3 separate regions of the Mus musculus genome follow, and all the other regions are linked to region 3. The links are chromatin contacts, called in public Hi-C maps. All regions are on one chromosome and are shown on one strand. Each heading gives the region's core, a stretch centred on a gene start, on an enhancer-like site or on the middle of the called end of the contact. The rest is flanking DNA. Distances are from core to core; before and after follow the strand shown. Region 1 has its middle 150 kb from the start of Gm28497. Region 2 has its middle 99 kb from the start of Gm28497. Region 3 overlaps Ikzf2 (IKAROS family zinc finger 2).

Region 1 (3,615 bases), core at 1,083-3,582, 330 kb before region 3:
CTCATGTTTTGTGATGCTAACCATAAAATTATTTCATTGCTATAAATATGTGAAATAATTGTATTTTTCTACTGTTATGAATTATAAAGTAAATGCCTGATATGCAAGACATCTGATATGTGACAGATGTGAATGTGACAGGTTTATGAAAGGTCCTAGACTAACATAATTAGTTTTTATTTGTTTTAATAACTAAAGTTTACATTGAAGAGTTTTAGTTTGAAAGTAAAGTTCCCCTAACCTCACAAAATAATAAGCCTCACACAACTGAAGTACAGTCCCTCAAAAATTTAATACTGCATATGCCTGTGTAAATAGTCCCAGAATGAGGAAACTCTTAGAGGTCAGGAAGCCTGTAGGGGTCTGTCCTAGGTCTTCTGCATATATGTTATGGCTGAGAAAGTAGCTTAGTGTTTTTGTGAGAATCTTAACAGTGGGAATGGGGACTGTCCTTGACCCTATTTGCAGGACCCTTTCCCATCTATTCGGTTGCCTTGCAGTCTTGATATGATGGTATGTGCTTGGTCTTATTGTTGCTTATTATACTTAGTTGATGTCCCTGGGAGGCCTGCTCTTTTCTGAAAGGAGGTAGAGTGGGAGTGAATATGGGAGAGAGGACAGGTGGAAGGGGGAGTGACCAGGGGAGGGAAAAAAGGTATCTTAGTTAAGGTTTTACTGCTGTGAATAAACACCATGACCAAGAAAACTCTTATAAAGGACAAAATTTAATTGGGGCTGGCTTACAGGTTCTGAAAGTTCAGTCCACTATCATCAAGGCAGAAAGCATGGCTGTGTCCAGGCAGGCATGGGGCTAGAGGAGCTAAGATTTCTACATCTTGTTCTAAAGGCAAACAGGAAGCTAGGAGGAGGGTCTCAAAGCCCACTCCCATAGTGACACACTCCTTCCACCAAGGCCACACCTCCTAATAGTGACACTCCCTGGGCCAAGCATCTTCTAACCACCACAGGAGGAGAAACTGCAGTCAGGATGTAATATATGAGAGAAGAATAAAAATTTGGATTTATGAAGAGATATTGAGTCTAAAAGTAGTATGGGCTTATATATTTTAGCTAAAACAAAAGAAATATTAGGAGTGTATTATTATATTTAACAATGGCCAGGGAAACTACATCAGAAACACCACGCCAATGTTTAGAGGTAGCTGGGGCTCTGTTGACTCAGATCCTTATGACATCTCTCAGGAACCCAAGTCATCACTGACTGGTAGAATGAGGTGATCTGCCCATAAACATGGGTCCCTGATTACGCATGAAAGTTAGTGACAGTCCCAGACATACCCGTTTAGCTGGAGACTATTTGTTGAGAGCTGCTGTGGAGATGCCCACGCTTAGGTGGCAGAAGTGCACACCCTTACCAACCATCATGATTAGACTCAAAGACACTGGTGGAGATTTGAAGATTGCAAAGTATAAATACTGCTTGGCATTCCAAATTTATAAACAAAAATAGATGTATCAAAGTAGATTGTGTCTAAAAATATTGACCTTTATTTGTGATCTTTTGGAAATTCTGACAAATGAGTTCTGGGAAATCAAACTGCATATATATATATCACACATCAACACTGTCCACTACATAGTTTATAAAACCATTTAACAGTGGTAATTTCCTGAATCGGTGCACTGAAATCTATCATGCCAACTAGAACTGGTCTGCGCTGAGTAGCTATCCACCAGAAATGGATACAAAATAAGCAGCCATTCTCACACACAAGTCCCTTCCCCCTGTGCTTTCAATCAATTCCACCTGCTCATCTTATCCAGAACACAGAGATAAAAGAATGAGGCAAAGAAAGACTAGAGCAAAACACACCTCCATTTAATCATGAGCAAATGTCTTCCCTTCTACATCCACTTCTACTCCTGTGGAGTGCCAGTGTCAGAGGCAGACAAGTAGTGTGAGGAACCTGAGTCTTGTTTCCCAATTGGTGAGTTAGGAGCTCAAGTGCTTGCTGTGCCACAATGCATTCAGCATTTGCTAACTAAGGACCTAGTATGTTCTAGGATTGTCAACGGGTGTCATCTCAGGCATAATCCCTACCTCCATCAGTCTCCAGTGTATTTGTAGAAGACAAACAAGTGGTAAAACAATTGGGAACTGCTTCCTAAGGATCCCATGGAGATGGTTAAGGAGAACAAATAGAGAAGAATAGTGAGGAGCATCACTGGGAACCCAAAGAACATCTCCTTGGGGAACAAGATGTAAATGAGAAACAGGATGTAAACGAAGAGGGCAGCAAGGAAGGCAGTGGAGAGAACACTCCATAGCAAGGTATAACAGTTCCAGGGCTCCAGGGAAGGAGGGGCTGGGGAATAGTTCCAAGAACAGCAAGCTTATGTGGCTCCAGTGTGGTGAGAGAGTGACAGGAGCTAAAGCTTATGGTGTTCATGACAAGAACCAAAGAAGAAAAGTGTGTGGGCATGCTTTGCGTTTCCAGCCCTGCGCCACTGTGAGGATTAACATAGTCACGGGTGTTTCAGGCTGTCCTCTACAGAAGCAGGCCACCAGGAAAAGAAAAACACTTGAATGCAAGCTTTACTGGTGTCCCGCCCTTTCTAAATGAAGGATCTCTCTCATGTTTGTTTATCAACCAAGTCCCACGGTTTTCAATTTGCACTGGGGCAAGGAGTCTTGAAAATAAGACCTTATTTTCTCACCTTCATACATCACACTTGAAAGACAGAATAACATGACTGGAGCTTTTTTTTTAATGCCAAAATATCAGACAACACAACACTTAGAGAGGCTGAGATTCTTTTCTGGTTTTGTCACACAATGCCTTGCAGGGGATGCGAAAGGAACGGTCAGACATTCCCTCTCCTCATTCCAGCGTTCTCCGCTCCCACTGGTTTTCCAGTGGAATTTTAAAAATGGAATGTGGGTGGGAAAAAAGGTGGGGCTGTAGCCCAACCAACTTACTCATTCATGAGTTCATTCACCAAGTCAATTATGCTGGTATGAAAGATGGGGGTTCCATCCCTGACCTTTATTATACTAGCACAGTCTCACAAACATCAAGAGTGTGTTCACACTTTTCATGTTGCTGTGCTTGTATAAAAGCCCAACAAGAAACATCTCAGGGGAGGAAGGGTTTGTTTTGGCTTAGTCTTAAAGAAAGAACACAGACCACTGAGGCAAGGAAGGCACAGTGGCAGAGGCACGAGGCACCTGGTCATGTTTTCTTTTATAGTCATGAAGCAAGGAAAGGAAGGCTGGGGTTCCTGTTCCTCACTCTCTAGTAGTATTAGACCCCAGCCTATGGATCTTACTGTTCACACCAAGGGATGGCCCTCCAGTTAAACCTTTCGGTAAATGCCTTCATAAACACATCCAGATGTGTGTTTGCCTGGAGATTCTAAATCAAGATAAAACAATCACTCATAGGAATTCGGGACCTAAGGGAAGATTCTCATTTATCAGTTTATCTCTTGCATGTGAATATATTGTTAACTCATAAGGATGATTTGGATACTAGCTTCCTGGACAAGAATCCAGGCACTGCCAATCTGGCATGAAGAAAGAATAAATGTCAAGGGACATGAATAAAAGCAGGGGTCTCTGGCAAGAGGAAATGTAGGGGCTGAGGTGCACAC
Region 2 (3,855 bases), core at 556-3,055, 280 kb before region 3:
TTATTCTCTTAATTGTCCGTTATCTAAATTATCACTGTGATGAAATCTTATGTTTACTACATTCCCACATAATCAGAATGTCTAAATAATTTTCCTTGTAAGTATAATGATGTCCATAAAAAGGGCCCATAAAACTCTTTAGGGACAGGTTTTAGAGTTGTTTGTGTGTGGTTATTATTATTATCTTCATTGGTGTTTATATCTACCACATTTAATCTCAAAATAAATAATTCTACTTAAACTTTGACAACATTAACAAAAATATAAAAATAACAAGCCAAAATTTATCATTGCTAAGCACAGAGTGGACTCTTAGAGTGTGGGTGCATACTTACTGACTACCAGCTCAAATTTAGCCTGCAGATGCCTTTAGAAACTTTCAGTTTGTTTATATAGTGGATTACATTGATGGATTTCCGTATATTAAACCATCCCTGCATCCCTGGAATGAAGCCTACTTGGTCATGATGGATGATTGTTTTGATGTGTTCTTGGATTCGGTTAGCAAGAATTTTATTGAGTATTTTTGCATCGATATTCATAAGGGAAATTGGTCTGAAGTTCTCTATCTTTGTTGGGTTTTTATGTGGTTTAGGTATCAGAGTAATTGTGGCTTCATAGAATTAATTGGGTAGAGTACCTTCTGTTTCTAAGAACTCACATGATATGTACTCACTGATAAGTGGATATTAGCCCAGAAACTTAGAATACCCAAGGTACAATTTGCAAAACACATGAAACTTAAGAAGAACAAAGACCAAAGTGTGGACACTTCGCCCCTTCTTAGAATTGGGAACAAAACACCCATTGAAGGAGTTACACAGACAAAGTTTGGAGCTGAGACGAAAGGATGGACCATCTAAAGACTGCCATACCCAGGGATCCATCCCATAATCAGCCTCCAAACACTGACACCATTGCACACACTAGCAAGATTTTGCTGAAAGGAGCCTGATATAGCTGTCTCTTGTGAGGCTATGCCGGGGCCTAGCAAACACAGAAGTGGATGCTCACAGTCAGTCAGCTATTGGATGGAACACAGAGCCCCCAATGGAGGAGCTAGAGAAAGTATCCAAGGAGCTAAAGGGGTCTGCAACCCTATAGGTGGAACAACAATATGAACTAACCAGTACTCCCCAGAGCTCATGTTTCTAGCTGCATATGTATCAGAAGATGGCCTAGTCGGCCATCATTTGGGAAGAGAAGCCCCTTGGTCTTGCAAACTTTATATGCTTCAGTACAGGGGAACACCAGAGCCAAGAAGTAGGAGTGGGTAGGTAGGGGAGCAGGGGGGGGGGGTCGTATAGGGGACTTTCAGGATAACATTTGAAATGTAAATGAAGAAAATACCTAATAAAAATTGGGGAAAAAAAAAAAAGAAACTTTCCGAACATAGCACTTCGGTCTGAATATAGCTCTGTAGTAAGTGTGTTATGCTTATGATATAACATTGAAATTTCCTTCTTAAAATTAGTTATAGGGCTTATGATGTAATAGCTACGGTAAAATGCAAACAATGAATTCTTTAAGTGTGATTATTTTCATATCCATAATTTCCAGCAGAGGTCTCTAGAGAGCAACCAAAGTTATGGAAATAAGGAATATGGGTGCAGAAATTTAAATAGAAATTTTAACTCTTCAGCTTAATGTGGGCTTTCTTTTCACCCACGCCCCTTTCTCTTTTGATGTCTCTGAGCCTTCATCAGATAAAAGGCTGTCTAAAAAACTGATCAGAATAGACACAAGAGAACAGGTTAATCTCAAGTGCACCGGTGTAATGTGTCACAAAACAGACAATGTAATTATCTCAGCAGCCTGTTTAACCAGCTAATTCGGCAGCTTTGCATACCAGGGGTGAGCTCATCTGTTCACGATACTCTACTCCCAGCCAGGGATTTTTCACCCAGCTCACTAGGTTTTACAAAAGCTTGTGAAAGCTTGAGGACTGAGTGTTTCCTTGAATGAGGTTTAACAGCTTTTTGCAATCTTCTATTTATCAGGAAGCAACGGACTAACAAAGAGAATAAACTGCAGATCGGCATTGTATAGTTCCTCCCCCCACCCAAAAAAAAAATGAAGTCATACTGATGTAAATACTTATGTGTTCACCGAAATAAACTCACTCTCCTTACAGGGAATCTCGAGAAATGCTCAACAGGTTAACAGAAATGTGATTTGGGACGTGAAGATTTCTGAACCTGATGTCATTTTCTTAGCAGTAAATTCTCTTGCTATCAAACACGCTCTGCGTGTGTTTGATACTGCTGTATCCTGCTGACCTGGGGCTGAATTTTGGTTCCTGCTAGGTCTTTAGTAAATTGAACCTATTGTACCTTTGTCTTTATAATATGAGTAGTTCCCCATCAGATGTTTACTGAGGGGTTTAAATTATACATCAGGGAAATGCTGTACAAAGAGGTAACAAATAGTGGCTCTCTTATTGCATGGTATCACACGAAATCATAGGTGTAAGCATACATATAGGCATAAATACTTGTACAAAGACACATACATATATATGTATACATATATATGTGTGTGTATGTATGTGTGTATGTATATATATATATATATATATTACAAATAAATACAGCTCTATAAGTGCAAATATCTACTAAGTCAAACACAGGAAACAATAATAAAGTAAATAGATAAACCAAATAACAGAAAGTTCTACTGTCTGCTATCTCTGATGGATCTGATATCTGCGATACTGTATCTTATTATTTCCAGGAGAGTCAAAGCCTTAAACAATGCTAATGGCTGTCTTGAAGGTGAAGCAGAGAGGAAGGAAGACTGTAATTCATCGTAAACCCTATTACTTTCGTGAGCTACTGAGCAAAGCAAGAACAAGTTACATCATCTCGGGTGCAAATTTTAACCCATTAGATTGGGATTGCATCTCAGGTTGATGGAATGGTGAGACTCCATCACCAGAAGGATGTCTAGGAAGCAGTAATGAGGTCACAGAGTGCCGTGCTCTGGACTCAGTACATGGAATCGCAAGTCTTCTGTAGCAGGTTTGAAAGACTGATGTCTGCTTCCATTCTGCTGCCTTAGACTCCAATCGTATCTCTCCTCTTCATCATTCTGTGACCCTCTTATATGTAACTAAGTTATCCTCTGCCTCTAGTTTCCTGCAAACTTCTCTTCCTTTCAATGTTTCACTGAGACTCCATGGGCTCAAGGTTACCCTGGGGTCATGTCCCTGCTGAGCAAGTTTTGTAGCAGTGGCTGCACCTTCTGCCCTTCCCCTGTGACTTTTACAGGCTTGTTACCATGCCCTACTTTCTTCAAGACCCTGCTGAAACATTATCTCCCAGCAAAAGTTTAACCAGTAACTTAGACACACTCTCTCTTTTCTCCTTTTCCCCATAATGCTTACCTAGACCTCAGTTAAAGAATTTCTAGGTTTTTGCATTTGCTATCTCTCCAGCCACTAAAGCTCAGTGAAATCAGAAATTCGGTTTTATTCATTGGGGGGAAAAAAGAGGGGAAAAAAAGGTCCCCAAAAGTCCCTGGCACTCAAAGCAGTTAAAGCAGTTGTTTGGTACACAATTGTTGAATGTTTTACATCTCCACAGTCTATTGCTACCATTAATCTGTCAGCACTCTAAGGAAGATAGGACCTGGATCTTAATCATCATTGACTACACTGCCTGGCACACAAACACACAAAAAGGTGCCTAACTAGTAAAAATTCTTAAAATGAATGAAAAGGAAACAAGGAAGTAGAAAATAAGGCATGTTTTTAAATGAAGAGTCAGTTTTAAGTGATTTTTTAAGGTTGTTAAACACATCAAGATAACCCTGTGGTGTAAAAATAAATAAATGAATGAATAATAAAAAATGAAT
Region 3 (3,647 bases), core at 370-2,869:
AGGATAATAACCCTTTCTGGCCAATTCTGGCAAAACTAATGGCTTTTAACAGAAGAGCGGCTCTACACTCCAATTGTAAGGGGCATGAAATGATCCAACTGTCTCTATTCTACTGTACACTGTGACCCAGGGACAAGTTCATCCATTCTGCATTCTAAATACTTAACTCAGAGGCTAGCACACAACAATGCTCAGAGAACATTTACTGAATTAAACTGAATTCTTTCTCAAATCATCCTTTTTTGGGCCTAAAATTTCTTAGAAAATAATGGTAATCATTTTCAAACCAAACGGTAAGAACTTGCTGTTATTAAAAGTATGCTAGAGGCAGCAACTATATGCTGTTAGATTACTTTTGATATTACATAGATTGGACACATGCTGTCATTGACTAGCAGGGTGAGTAATACCCCTGGAATCATAGAGACTGAATGGTTCTGAGATTAATATAGTAAGAATCACAATGACTTAGTTCATTGTGATTCCACTTAAGCGAAGCTTTGTTGGAAAATAAAACGTAGGACTTGATTCTCCACATCCTTGTCCCAGGAACTATTTTTAAAGTTTTATTTACAAACAGCTTCAGCCCTTGAGTCTCCAGTGCTGGTTACACAGTGGTGTAATAAAAGAACCAGAGAGTAGATATCTACTCAGCAGAGGTGTTGCAGCATTAATGACCAGGGAAACTGACCTGAGAACAACACCTGAAACCACAATATAATCTGTAGAAGGAAGGAGGCAAGAAGATGTTGGGTTCGCTTGGCAGCCAGCACAATGCACTCTATTGAGAAATAACTTATCCTCGGGTACAACCTGGTTATGCTTTACTATACATTTGGGGGGGGGCTGGTCTCCTTGCTCCATTCTCTAAAGGAATCTGAGGACTTGTTAATGATAGGGGGGTGTCAAGATCCCCAGAAGAGATGGACGTTACTCACTGGAAAATGCAGACTTTCCGGCATCACTCTGGCCAAGCTCTTAAATTTGAGAAGCAAGTGATTAGAAGTTAGCAAGTGTTTCTGTAGTGGTGAGATGTAGGGTAAAGGACAATTGCTACCCTAAACTACAGGTAGCACCAAAATGCTATCGTCAACAGTTACACAATGTGAGGCTGCTGCCTACTAGGACATGGTCCCACCAAGAAGTGCTTAGATGCAGGAAAATGATGTTGGATTTTCCCATCAATACTACACTAGTGGATCTCACATCCAGCAATATTTCTCACTGTTTAAATGCAACTCCAAATTCGAGCCTGTAGAATTCAGGGAAAGAATTCCTGGAATGCTGTAAATGTTTGACTAGTTCGGGTGCGCTTAGGGGCTAGACACCACAAATGAAACTGATTTACTTTTACTACGACTAAGCTCATTAAAATAATTCTATCTTTCCTATCTGGCTAGAAGAAAGTAGAGTGATTCTGATGACCTGGGATAAAGCAGGAGAGTGACGGGATTTTGGTTTTATTCGCACACAAACATGAATAGAGGACTCTTTTTTCTATATCCCTAAAGACATCTGGAGATGACTCGCTTTTTAAGTAGTCACCACCAGGGCTATCAGTTCTTTCAGAAAGACCCCACTATGGCATTTACACAGCAGCCACTAGCTCAGCATCCCCTAGCTGGGCTCAAGCAAAGAATTCTAGGAATGGGGAAAGGAATGGTATATTAGGTGGAGAGGTTAGTGAGGAATGGGAGGAGGGGGAGAAGGCACACTCCTCATCCCTATCAGCCGACTATTATTAACTATTATGCTGATGGAATGGAATCTAACTTTATACTGGCTGTGGCTGGCTTTGCTCCAGGTTCACCACTATTGCCAAACAGACTGTGGTTTTCTTAAGTGATCTGGCCTTTGCGCCCTAAGAATCTGTTAATGCAATAAGGGGAGTCTCAAAATCCTACAGCATACACTGACTCTACAGAAAAAAAGAAGACAAAATAAAAATTCTAGAATATGAATCCACTTGAAATCAGTAATTTTAACATTTAAGGTCAAGGGTAAGGGAAAGTCTCATCGGCGGAAAACCTGAGCCAAATCAAAGGTTGTGGAACTCAACCTAAAGATCAACCCAAGTGGAGCAAGAAACTGGCAATCCAAAGGTGATCTGTCGATTGCATTTTGACTCATTACTTCCTTGGGAACTTTGGTTTGCATACAGTATGGTAGATCCTATTTAAGAGGCCATGACCACTACCTCACAATAGTAAACATACTGATAAATCATAAGCCCCCATATACTTACAGAATTCAAATTTGTGGGTTATAATACTTCCATGAAGGACAACAATACAATTCAAGTAAGATATTATCAGTGCAAATCCTAATCACATTCCAAAACATTTAATCTCAGCTTAAAAATCCTACTCCTTTTGCCAACAACAACAATAATTAAAAACAATTAAAGATATTTATTGGGTGCTAATTGCATGTCAAGCACTGTCAGGGATTCACCAACATGATCCGGCTTTAATCTTCAAAACAACCCAGTGAAAACAAGGAATATTTGGTGACTTGCACATGAGGATGCCAAGTCGTAAAACCTCCTGGCAGCCCTGGTCTCCACCATACACCTAGGAGTTTCACAATGGCCACCCTGAGCGAGAGCAATCTGACTCCGTAATCCTTTGGCTCAGACACATGTCTTTGATGAAGACATGTTCATCTGCATGACTTCTAGAAATGAATCTTTACGTTCACCTGTTTCCAATAGAACTCTCCCTGTCAATCTCCAAGTCTACTCCTCTCCACTCAAGAAGGCCCATGAGTTTTTATTGAAGCAAAAACCCAGAAGCCCTTGTGGATGCCCCCTTTTCTCCTCACTTCTAATCCAATACCACCATGCTGAAGACTGATGACTTAATTTTTCTACTCTGTGACTGCCTCATTTGATAGAGAAATGTTGACATTAACACAGATATATAGTCATGTGAAATTAATTAAACATTTAGTGAAAATAAAATAGAGTTACTTCAAAACAATTTTGGTATAAGGATAATTTTACCTTTTTTAAAAAATAAAAGCCAATGTGTATACCAATGAAGTGGATGTGATTATTACGCGGTTTTACATAAAGGACAAAGTCTTGGCTGAATGTGATGCTTTAAAACATAGAGCATCTTCCATGTTTTCATAGTTGACCCACTTTGGTGGTTTGAATGAGCATAGTCTCCCAAAGCTCATATATTTGACTCTACTAGTCCCAAGTTGGTAGAACTGTTTGGGAAGGATTAGAGGTGTTATCTACATCTGGTAGTCCTTGAGGTTTCAAAAGACTGAAACAATTCCTAGTGTGCCTCGAAGTCTCCTGCCTGCCAGTTCAGATGTGAACCTTCAGATGTTCCCACTGCCATATTCTGTCATCATGGACCCCAAACCTCTGAAACTGTAAGCCCAGTTAAATGTTTTCTTTTTTAAGATGTCTTGATCATGGTGTTTTATCACAGCAATAGAAAAGTAACCAAAACATTGATATTTAGATTTTATAATCAGCAATGCTGAGAATACTGCTTCATATAAATATGGAGTACAGAATGGGCAAAATGTGACTAGACCATTAGATAAAGTAATAGAAAGGTTGTCCTAATCCTGAAACAAAATCCAAAGGGCACGATTTAATGGAACTTCCATCTTCAACTTAATAAGCA

What was found. Hi-C and Micro-C count contacts between places; a contact is called where the count stands out from the background.
Region 1: a contact with region 3 is called in a Hi-C map of adipose-derived mesenchymal stem cells, with 2.2 times the contacts expected there. The contact joins two enhancer-like sites.
Region 2: a Hi-C map of embryonic fibroblasts shows a contact between it and region 3, with 8 times the contacts expected there. The contact joins two enhancer-like sites. A contact is called at or near these places in 3 of 484 Hi-C or Micro-C datasets (the HL-1 cell line, embryonic fibroblasts and nephron progenitors) and 1 of 115 datasets of contacts at active chromatin or transcription factors (acute myeloid leukemia).

Annotation. Positions count from the first base shown.
Region 1 is chr1:69,274,774-69,278,388 of GRCm38.p6, forward strand. No RefSeq gene overlaps it. Among named protein-coding and RNA genes, the nearest start is that of Gm28497, 150 kb to the right of the region's middle. Within about 2 kb of position 2,333, at least 28 of the 459 cell types and tissues checked have an H3K27ac peak or open chromatin away from gene starts, as enhancers often do. A contact at or near this core is called in adipose-derived mesenchymal stem cells, where this site is marked.
Region 2 is chr1:69,330,021-69,333,875 of GRCm38.p6, forward strand. No RefSeq gene overlaps it. Among named protein-coding and RNA genes, the nearest start is that of Gm28497, 99 kb to the right of the region's middle. Within about 2 kb of position 1,806, at least 47 of the 459 cell types and tissues checked have an H3K27ac peak or open chromatin away from gene starts, as enhancers often do. A contact at or near this core is called in embryonic fibroblasts, where this site is marked.
Region 3 is chr1:69,609,707-69,613,353 of GRCm38.p6, forward strand. The region is part of intron 3 of Ikzf2 (IKAROS family zinc finger 2); the gene reads right to left. Among named protein-coding and RNA genes, the nearest start is that of Ikzf2, 74 kb to the right of the region's middle. Within about 2 kb of position 1,620, at least 28 of the 459 cell types and tissues checked have an H3K27ac peak or open chromatin away from gene starts, as enhancers often do. A contact at or near this core is called in adipose-derived mesenchymal stem cells and embryonic fibroblasts, where this site is marked.